Regions from separate parts of the Sus scrofa genome. Here region 1 is linked to region 2. Evidence: chromatin contacts called from public HiChIP or PLAC-seq data. All regions are on one chromosome and are shown on one strand. The core of a region is the stretch at or near the end of the contact, and the rest is flanking DNA. Distances in the headings are between cores, read along the strand shown.

Region 1 (5,151 bases), core at 2,398-4,897, 170 kb after region 2:
CCATCTTGCTATTCCCAGAGGTGATGCCCCGTGCCTTCCTGGTCAGGAGTCGACGTCCACAGCCACCCGACTGGGGCCACCTGCCTGACCAGCTCCGGGGAGACACCTATGTCCCAGGTGGGCCCCTCACTGGGCCTGGAGGTGAGGGGCAAGGGAGACACAAAGTCTCACCATCTGGCTTCTCTCCTCAGACCTCAGCAGCCAGGGAGGGCAACCAGCACACCAGTCTTCTGGCCTTGGGGACTCTTGGGCAGCGGTGAGTCTGCAGCTGGCCCACAAGACCCTGCTCCATTTTACCCCTGCCTGCTCCAGCCTCAAGAGAATCTAACCGCCCCTTACTCCCACCCTCTGGCCTCAGGACCTCTGCCCGCATTGTCCTCTCTGCTGGAATGCCTTGCCTTTCTCAGTAGTGGGCTCACTTTAGGCTGCATCCCAAGCATCATTTTTCCAGGGTGGGCAGCCACAGCCCCTGCCCCCAGGGATTCTCTGCTCTGTGGGACAGAACGGGACTCAAGCCAATATGTGGGTAGTGATTTGCTTTATGTCAGAGGATCAGACAGGGTGACAGGAGCAGGATGGGGGTTGGGGGAAGAGGTTGGGCCTCTCAGAAGCGAGACTCAGCAGGGCACGCACTGGAAGAAGGAAATGTGAATGTGCTGGAGATTATTTCAGTTTTTATTGGGAGTCAGGGCTGTTCTAGGCAGTAAGTGTTGAGGAGTAAGACAAAAATTCATTCCTTCCTGAAGCTTATAATGTGGTGGGGCTTCCGGTATAGATAACAAAATTAGAAACAAATACATATCACTGTGGAAGGCGGCATGAGCTATGGAGAAACATAAAGCAAGGTGAGGGTGATGGGGGTGGGGTGGTCAGGGAAGGCCTTGGAGGGAGGGTGTGGCATTTGCACGCACTAGTGCAGTCTCTGGCCTTCCCAGACCTCCTTGGTTCTCCAGCTGCTCCATTTGCTCCAGAGCAGGAGCCAGGGTCCTAACTCCCATGTCCCTCCCACAGCCTTCTCAGGGCACTCTGACTGCTGCTCCTAGGGGCCCTGGGACACTTGGATGCCCACTCTGCCCCAAGGCCTTCCCTTTGCAGCGAATGCTGACCCGGCACCTCAAGTGCCACAGCCCTGCACGCCGCCACGTGTGCCGCTGTTGTGGCAAGGGCTTTCACGACGCCTTCGACCTCAAGCGCCACATGAGGACTCACACTGGTGAGCCATGGCAGGGTTTGGGAAGAAAAGGGACAAAATGAAGGGAGGTGCATGGAATGTGGAGTTTCCAGCTGTGCTTGTGTTTGTGGGGTGGGGACTCAGCCACCAGGTCCACTTCAGCTCTCAGCCACAAGGAAGGGGTGGGGGCTACTGAGGGATATGGAGTGAAAACAGGTATTGATGACGGGATTCAGGTCGCAGACTGAAGGGTGCAAGGGGAAGCCTCCGTCCTCCTGCAGAGGAAGGAACACACCCCGTGAGGGGAGGTGGGGACACAGGTGTCTGGCCCACATTTGCGCTGGGCAGAGGCAGCAGGTGGCTGGCGAACTGGAAGTAGGAATTCGGGAATGCTTACAGAGAGCAGAGGGTTCCGAGGTCTTCCCCTATCTGTCCTCTCTCCCTCCTGCCCATCTGCGCAGGGATCCGGCCATTCCGCTGCGGAGCTTGCGGGAAAGCATTTACCCAGCGCTGCTCCCTGGAAGCGCATCTTGCCAAGGTGCACGGGCAGCCAGCCAGCTACGCTTACCGCGAGCGCCGTGAGAAGCTGCATGTGTGCGAGGACTGCGGCTTCACCAGCTCGAGGCCCGAGGCCTATGCGCAGCACCGTGCCCTGCATCGCACGGCTTGAGGCTGCGCACCCCGCATCCAACCCACGAGAGGCAAATAAACACAGGAAATGCACGCACAGAACACAGCATTTATTACACGAGGGGAGGGTGGTTCACTCGGTCCAGCGGTGGCCGCAGTGTGGGGCCGTGCACACGTAGTACAAGCGCATGGCGTCCTGGCAGAAAGGATGGACGGTTAGGGTCTGGGAGGGCACAATACGGAAACTCCATCCAGAAGAGCCTCACTTCAGAAGAACAGACCAGGGGCTTTTCCTACAGCTAAAGGGCCAGTTCAGGATGCCAGGAAGGGCAGGGTCCCCCCAGTATTAGCGTCACCACCCCAGGAAGGCCCAGGTCCAGGTTACCCTGAAAGTCTTGTTCTGGCGCCACTCACCTCGGCCCGGGCACTGTGTGACTGGAAGAACACCGCCTCCTTGTGGCCGCACCTGAGGGGACAGTCTGCCACTCGGAGCCTGCCATACCCTTCCCTCTTCCCTTTGCCCAGTGAGCACGAGCCACCCTCCCTCCCCGATACCGGCTGCATGCTCACTTTTGGCATGGGTGGTCTTCAGTCCGCGGCAACGTGGGGTCCTGGGACACGTCAGCGATGATCTGGGTTAGTTCGCTGATGGAAGAGAAAAGAGAATAACTATGCTTAGACCAAGCCTCCCGAGCCAACAACCCCGGCCCCGAGCTCCCGTCCTGCCACTCACTCCACTTCGTGTGTGATTTTGTTGACGTAGATGCAGCTGTTGTCAGCCTCCTGCTGGTAATCACAATTCCGGCACTGCGGGAGGGAGAGTGTGGCGGGAAGGGGGTTACGGAGAGATCCCCGATGGGACTGGAAGGGAGGGCAGGGTCTTCCTCGGAGGGGATGGAATCTCGAGGTTGGGATCATGGGGTGTAGTCGAGGATCACCTCGGGGATGGGCAGGACAAGAGTCGGGTTCACTCGGGGGGTAGTTCGGGAACTAGACCAGACCCCACGGGGGGCTGTACAGGGAGCAGGGCGGGACCCCGTTAGGAACGGGTGGATAGGCTCGCGCTCACCGCGTAAAGCAGAATGCGGTTCTCCTTGTCTTCCTTGGGGTAAAGCATGTTGTTGCTGGGGGGGGGGCGGTTAAAGGTCAGTCTTGGGACCATTACTTGCTCCCCTCCAACACATGCTGGCCGTGTCTCACCATTCCTGGCAGAATCGAATACCCACGAAGCCTGGCTCGTAGGTCCCGTCCGGTTCCATAGCGGCGCGCTGCCCGCCCAGCCTTCCGCGCTTGCCCCGCTGCGCGACAGGTGGCGGGAAGGGTCAGACCTCGTAGCTTCGCCAAAAGAGGGGCGGAGCTGCGCTCGAGTACTGGCTCCCAGTGGCTTTACGCTCGGTTCTCTGCCCTGAGGTTTGATTAATTACTTGCTTCAAGCTCTTGATATCCTAGAATAATTGCTTCCAACATCTGGGCTTCGCTTCCCCAGTTTACAGAATAGTGTGGTACGAGAGCCAGAAATACAGTGCGTCACATAACCCAAAGCTCTACGCATAAAGAAGCCATGGCTTTCTGCCGACCGAAGGCCAATGCACATGCGCGAGTTTACCCGTCGCAGACTGGAGTAGCTCTTGCCAGTCCTTCCTCCTGGCTTCGGCCTTCGTCCGCCGGGCCGTCTCCCGTGCCCCTATTGGAAGAACTGTACCGGGTGGAAGACCTTTCAGGATTGGCTGGGCCCAAGACTAGGGAGAATCCTCCTCCTGGCGGCGGCGAAGAGATGCGGCGATTGGCCGACCCTCCTGGCGGGAGAGCGTGGATTGGCCAGGTCGCAGAGCAGGGGGAGGGACTGATATCCCAGAAGCGGCGGCGACTGCGGAGCGTGTGTTAGGCGGCTGAACGGGCTGCGGGCCCCCTCAGGGCGCGGCGAGATGGAGGTGACGGGGTTGTCGGCGCCCACGGTGACCGTTTTCATCAGCAGCTCTCTCAACAGCTTCCGCTCCCAGAAGCGGTATAGTCGCAGCCTCACCGTAGCAGAGTTCAAGGTGTGGCCTTGGGGGCGGGGCTCGGAGGGGCGGGGCCAAGAAGACCTGGAGGGTCTTCCCCAGTGCCGGGAGGAAGCCCGAGATAAACCGAGGTTGCAGAGGCTGGGGAATGAACCTCAGCGGGGCGGGTTCATAGGGAACCTGAGTTTACAGAGGATGGTCGCGGGGCCTGGGAAAGTCACAGGTTTCAGGATCAGGGCCCGAGGGGGTGGGGCCAGGGGTAACCAGGGATAATACCATGTGAGTATTTCTATATGGTGGGAAGGAGTGTTGGTTATGGACACAAAGGGCAGAGCCTCAGGATAGAGGACAGGGCCCCTGACAACCTTCCACCTCTTCTCCGCCTCCCCATTTGTCCTCCCACAGGATAAACTACAGCTGGTTGTGGGCAGCCCTGCTTCCTGCATGGAATTGGAACTGTATGGACCTGACGACAAGTTCTATGTCAAGCTGGATCAGGAGGATGCCCTGCTGGGCTCATACCCTGTAGATGACGGCTGTCGCATCCATGTGAGGCCTCCCTACCTGGGATCCCTCCCTTCTGTTCATTTACTTATTCAACAGATGCTTGCTGTGGTTTGCTATATGTGATAACTAAAATAGGCCCTAACCGCGTGGAGCTCCCAGTCCATCAGGGAGAGAGACAGACCCATCACCAGACACTGGCAGTCAAGAGTGGTCTGGACTGGGCTGAGAAAACCCCAGGGGACTGGAGGCAGCCAGAAGAGGTGCCTGACTCCACCTGGGGGTATCAGAAGGGGCCTCCTGAAGGGAGGGATGCCTGAGCTGAGACCTGAAGGATGAGGAAAGGGCAACCTAAGAGGAGAGTGGGAGGGGCAGGCCAGGCAGAGGGAACAGAGTGTGAGGGGGGGTCAGAGTGAGTCATGAGGCTCACATGTTGGGAGAAGCCGGAAGCAGGACCTCTGTATGCATCTGCTCACATCATCCTCTCTGTCCTCAGTGTTCCCCCCAAAAACTCCTCAGACATCCAAGCATCCCTGGTGCACTTTGCATGTGCTGTTCCCTGTGCCCGAACGGTTCTTATTTCTGTGCCCACATGGCTAACTCCTTCCTTCCAGTCTTTACTTAAATGTCACCTTCCAAGTGTGAGAGCTTTGTTGCCTCAGTTTAAAATTTAAACCTCTTCCCTTTCCTTTCCCACTTTATTTGGTTTTTGTCCTTTGCACTGATCACCCTGTGCCATACTGCGGATTTTCCTCCAGCACCTGGAACAGTGCCTGGTACAGAAAGGATGCTCAGTGAATCATTGTTGAATGATGAATTGAATCCAGTAAATAAGACATGGAAAAT
Region 2 (5,146 bases), core at 2,193-4,692:
ATACCTCTAGTTCTAATTCTTCTTCAAAGAACCCAGGCTCCCCACAGCCTCCCTCCCACTGACTTGTTTCTGGGTCCATGGTCCCCCCACCCCCCACCAAAACCCCACATATCCCCATCCCATCAGCCCAGGGATCTGAAATAACTCAACAGTGCTTAGGTCCTCCATGTTTATTTGGGGACAGTCGTGGGGAGAGGTCTGACATGGAGGATACTCTGTGGATCCGTATCCTGGTGGGAGCAGAAAGGGGTGCTGGGCAGGCATCAGGAATGACTGGATCCAGGCATCGGGTTGATGACTGTCCTGATTTGGGCTCATTTGTAATACTGCCTCTGTGTGTTGAGGTCGCTGTAGACATCTGACCTCTGGCCTTGGAGCTCCTAAAGGGATGGACAGGGTAGAGACCCTCTGTGAAAGAGGTTCACCAAACCAGCTTAAAGCCAGTGCCTTGCCATGGCTGTGGCGGAGGCCAGCAGCTGCAGCTCCAGCTAGATCCCTAGACTGGGAACTTCCATATGCTGTGGGCGCGGCCCTAGACAAACAAACAAAAACAAAAACCAACTGTGGTTAAACTTAAAACAACAAGATCTAGCCTTTTCCCAGTGGCCTTCACACTTGCAGCCAAGAGAGAGATCTGGATCTTATTCAAGTGCATTCAGCATTCCCCCTTCTCCTCTGCCTCATCGTTATGGCCCAGCCCAGTGGCCTTTGGGTGCGCCATTCTCTGCCTGGAACACTGGTCCCCTAGAAATTCCCATGGATGGTTCCTTCTCTTTGTTCAAGTCTCGGCTCAAGTCACTTTCCCAGGAGGCATTTCTTAATTCCCCATCTCTACTTTCTTCCTCCCACATCCCACTTACTCTCACATCAACCTGCTTTATTTCCTTCATGCTGCTTCCCCAAATGATCTTCCGTGTTGCTTTGCTTCAAGTCTGTCTCCCCAACTAGGACACAAGCTCTGCTTACAAGCATCTAGCGTAGACAGGTCCTCAGCCAATTCCACCAAAGCGGTGAATAAATTGGAATAATGCTCTGCCTGAAATGTCACCGCCCCCAGTAACTGGAAGGCCCCTTCAGTCTTCCGGTCCTCACAGAGCCGCACTTGAGCTTCTTATACTTTGCAAAGTCTTTTTTAGCCACACATGAGGCAAAGCAAAGTGGGTTGCAGGTGGGGCTTTCACAGAACAAGGTTTACAATGGCAATGGGGTGTCTATCACCCCAAGGCCTCAGAATCCTTGAAATCTTGTACAAACGCCTAGTCTGGGTGTGTATTTTTGTGGAGAGGGTCTATGCGGCTTCCATTAGATTCTCAGAGGAGCTCCTGACCCCCTAAAGTGTTAAGAATGGCACTGACAGGAGTTCCCATCATGGCTCAGCAGAAACGAATCTGATGAGTATCCATGAGGATGTGGGTTCCATCCCTGGCCTCGCACAGAGGGTTAAGGATCTGGCATTGCCGGGAGCTGTGGTGTAGGTCGCAGATGTGGCCCTGATCTGGCATGGCTATGGCTGTGGCGTAGGCCGGCAGATGGAACTCAGATTAGACTCCTAGCCTGGGAACCTCCATATGCCACCACTGTGGCCCTAAAAATACAAAAAAAAAAAAAAAAAAAAAAAAAAGAATGGTACTGACAGAAGGTGGGTGATGGAAAGATGATTATGGGCACAGAGGTTCTTTTTTTTTTTTTTTTTTTGTCTTTTTTTGTTGTTGTTGCTATTTCTTGGGCCGCTCCCGCGGCATATGGAGGTTCCCAGGCTAGGGGTTGAATCGGAGCTGTAGCCACCGGCCTACGCCAGAGCCACAGCAACGCGGGATCCGAGCCGCGTCTGTGACCTACACCACAGCTCACGGCAACGCCGGATCGTTAACCCACTGAGCAAGGGCAGGGACCGAACCCGCAAACTCATGGTTCCTAGTCGGATTCGTTAACCACTGCGCCACGACGGGAACTCCGGCACAGAGGTTCTTAAGAAGGGTTTCAAAGATCCTTGCGCTGGCCCTAGATTATATGCACAAATTGGTATTTTTTGTGTGGATTCTTCAAAGGAGTCTTTAGATTTGGATAGTGTCTCGAAGGGATGCAAACTCCTCCCCTCCAAACTCTAGAATGTTTCTTTTTGGAGTCACCAAACTAGGCTGAATTCTATCCTCTGCCCTTAGGAGGACTTCTCCAGGACATCAGCCTGTCCTGGGCTGGGCTTTTCCAGAACAATTCAGAGCCTGCCTTCGGACTGAGGCCAACCATTCCTGTATGTCCCCTCCACACATTGTAAGCCGAGCATAAGGTCATGAACGATCACTGAAAGCATTCTGGATGCTTGGTCTTCAAGCATTTAAGGGGTGCTGCGAAAGGGGCTTTCGGGTCTAGGTTCTGCAGGGCCTGGGGGAGGGGTACTCCAGATGGACACCCCCAGGAGAGGAGTGAGCTATGAGAAAGAGAAGCTGGTTTCCTCACCTGATAAGCAGACTCTGTCTCAGCGATGTGTTGTTTCCGGGTCACTGCTTAGGGGTGGGGAGCAGCAGAGTGCAGACACAGGGTGAGAATCAGGAGCACCACATTGTGACAGAACCAGCCCCTCCATCACCCCCCTTGGATGCTTGTGACTCGGGAGCCATACCCCCTCCCCACCAGGCAGGTCCTCAGAGGGTCCCAGGCCATCCTCTGGCGGCCCCACTCACCGTCCACGGCCCCACGTGTCCGAGGGACCAGCCGACCCAGGGAGTACACAGCCAGGGCGATGAGGAGGGTCAGCACCAGATCCCCCAGCACGATCCCCGCCAGGATGCCGGGGCTCACGGCGGAGCAGCTGCATTCTGGAATGGATGGGGCATGGGGGTGAGGGGAGGTCCGTGGGAGTAGGGCATTGGGAGGAGGTGTCAGTCATCAGGGGGAGACTGGGGAAGGGACAGAGATGGGGTGGTCTCGGGCGGGGGGGGGGGTCGGGAGGGGGGACTGGCCTACCTCTCTGGGCCTGGACAAGGCTGAAACCTGAGGAGAGAAAAAGAAGGTAAACTGAGACACAGGGCTGGTGGGCATAGAGGCTGGGGGAGGGGGGTTCCTGACAGCCAGGAGGCAAGGGTGGACAGCAAGGTCCGGTGGGACCTGTGGGCCAGCATCCAAGCCGCTGGACTGTGTTACTTCTACATCGGCTTTTCCTGTTGCAACATCTTAGAGTGCCCTCCCTCTGCTTCTGCCAGAGGCCCAATCTCAGGGGCGCAGGCTCTGAGAGAGACCCATAGGGTGTGGGGGGCTGGGGAATCTGCTGGGTCCACCCCGCTCCCCACCCCTTTGCTTTTCTCTTCCCACCCTGTTCCCTGTCCTGCCCCAAGCTGAGCCCGGGAGCGTCAGAGGCCCCCAACTCACCACCCACAGCCAGGAGGAGAGGCAGGAGTCCATTGGAGGGTCCGAGGCGCCCCATGATGCAGATGACGCTGCTGGACACCACAGTCCAAGGCCAGTGGGATGTGGCGTAGTGTCCAACCAAGTAAAGGAGGAAGTCTGAGGTGGGCGGTGGCAGAAGGGAGGAGGGGACAATGGGGGAGGAGGAACAGAGACATATAATACCACAAAGAATCAGGCCCGGACACCCCAGAGGCCGTGCTGCAGCCGCTAACAGCTGGAATGAAAGGTCAAAGGTGCGTGGGTCAACTTGAGCTCCATCCCCAAACAAGGCTCAGACATCACTGTACCAGGAGCCTCGATGGCTGACTCTGACTGAGGCTATCGCTGCCTCTTCCGGGCTGGACGACCTTGAATCCGTCACTCAACCCCTCTGGGCCTCAGTTTCCTCATCTGTAAGATGAGAAGTAAAGCAGTACCTACTTTGTAGGGTGCTGTAGGGATCAAATGGATGAATATTTCTAGAACAGGGTCTGACACTTGTCAGCTCTTCATTTTTATTTTTATTTTTTTGCTTTTTAGGGTTGCACCCGCGGCATATGGAAGTTGAATCGAAGCTCCAGCTGCCGGCCTACACCACAGCACACCAGATCCGAGCTGAGTCTGGAACTACACCACAGCTCATGGCAATGCTGGATCCTTAACTCACTGAGCGAGGCCAGGGATCAAACCCGATTCCTTGTGGATCCTAGTTGGGTTTGTTAACCGCTGAGCCCCGAAGGGAGCTCCCTTGTCAGCTTTTTATAAGCACCCATTACAATTATTTGGAATGTTCATAGCATATTAAAGGAGAACCATTAGGGAGTTCCTGTCGTGGCTCAGCAGATTAAGAACCCGTCTAGTATCCATGAGGATATGTGTTCAATCCCTGGCCTCGCCTCGTTCAGTGGGTTAAAGGCTCCAGCGTTGCCACAAGCTGCGTCACAGGTCACAGACACAGCTCGGCTCCTACATTGCCGTGGCTGTGGTTTAGACCCGTAGCTGCAGCTCCAATTTGACCCCTAGCCGTAGGTGGGGCCCTATAAAGACAAAAAAGAAGAGAGAGAGAGATACAGGTGCTAAAGAGGTGCAGGCACTCTGTCCCAGGCATTAAGGCTTTTAACCCCCAACAGCACCGTCTGAGGCACAGGCTCTTACCCCCATTTTACAGAAAGAAAGATACTTGCCGAAGGTGACACAGCAAATAAAGGTGGAACTGGAACCCAGCAGCTAAAAACAGACATTTGACCCTCGGAAAGGAGTAGGGGAAAAGGGAAGATCGGGAAGGAGAGAGCCGAGGCGAGGCAGAGAAAGAGGAGAGGAACAGGCCGAGACAGGGCTGCACACGGCCCAGCCCAGGACCGGGGCTCTGGGGAGAAGCAGGTGGGCCACAGTGTGGTGGCTCTGGGCCAGGCTGGGCTGCCCCCACCAAATGAGGAAGTGGCTGGAAGTGCTCACTGAGAGAGGCCACCCAGCAGATGACAAGGACTTCTAGCCCCCAGGAGGAGCCTGAACTGGGCTGGGAAAGGAGGAACCTGAGGTTAGGGTGCCTGGGGGATGGGCCAGGGGCCGGAAGCCCCCCTCCCCCGTCCAGGAAGCCAACACCCACGGTTCCCCAGGCCTGGGCTCAGGACAGAAAACAGGGAACTGGAAGGTGGTCATGAGATAGATGCTCAGTGGCCCACTGGGGCGGGGGTTGGGGTGGGGGGGTTTTAACTTGGAGTCCGGAAGAGGATCTGGGCCAAGTTCAAGGCAGCACTAGCTG

The links. HiChIP or PLAC-seq counts read pairs in DNA pulled down with a chosen protein or histone mark.
Region 1: a contact with region 2 is called in an H3K27ac HiChIP or PLAC-seq map of alveolar macrophages. The contact joins the promoter of TBCB here to the promoter of TYROBP in region 2. A contact is called at or near these places in 1 of 47 Hi-C or Micro-C datasets (embryonic fibroblasts) and 1 of 2 datasets of contacts at active chromatin or transcription factors (alveolar macrophages).

Annotation. Positions count from the first base shown.
Region 1 is chr6:45,478,895-45,484,045 of Sscrofa11.1, forward strand. TBCB (tubulin folding cofactor B) reads left to right here and starts at 3,648. Exons shown (of 6, transcript NM_001205403.1): 1 at 3,648-3,840; 2 at 4,207-4,350. The coding sequence starts at 3,727. It overlaps POLR2I (RNA polymerase II subunit I), which reads right to left and starts at 3,424. Exons shown (of 6, transcript NM_001205404.1): 1 at 3,002-3,424; 2 at 2,871-2,925; 3 at 2,535-2,608; 4 at 2,372-2,446; 5 at 2,216-2,267; 6 at 1,891-1,997. The coding sequence starts at 3,060. The coding sequence ends at 1,935. It overlaps OVOL3 (putative transcription factor ovo-like protein 3), which reads left to right. Exons shown (of 4, transcript XM_005664527.3): 1 at 1-117; 2 at 192-256; 3 at 1,012-1,213; 4 at 1,633-1,928. The coding sequence starts at 24. The coding sequence ends at 1,841.
Region 2 is chr6:45,309,044-45,314,189 of Sscrofa11.1, forward strand. It overlaps TYROBP (TYRO protein tyrosine kinase binding protein), which reads right to left and starts at 3,443. Exons shown (of 5, transcript NM_214202.1): 1 at 3,367-3,443; 2 at 2,965-2,991; 3 at 2,682-2,816; 4 at 2,458-2,501; 5 at 156-380. The coding sequence starts at 3,421. The coding sequence ends at 315. HCST (hematopoietic cell signal transducer) reads left to right here. Exons shown (of 4, transcript NM_214142.1): 4 at 1-5.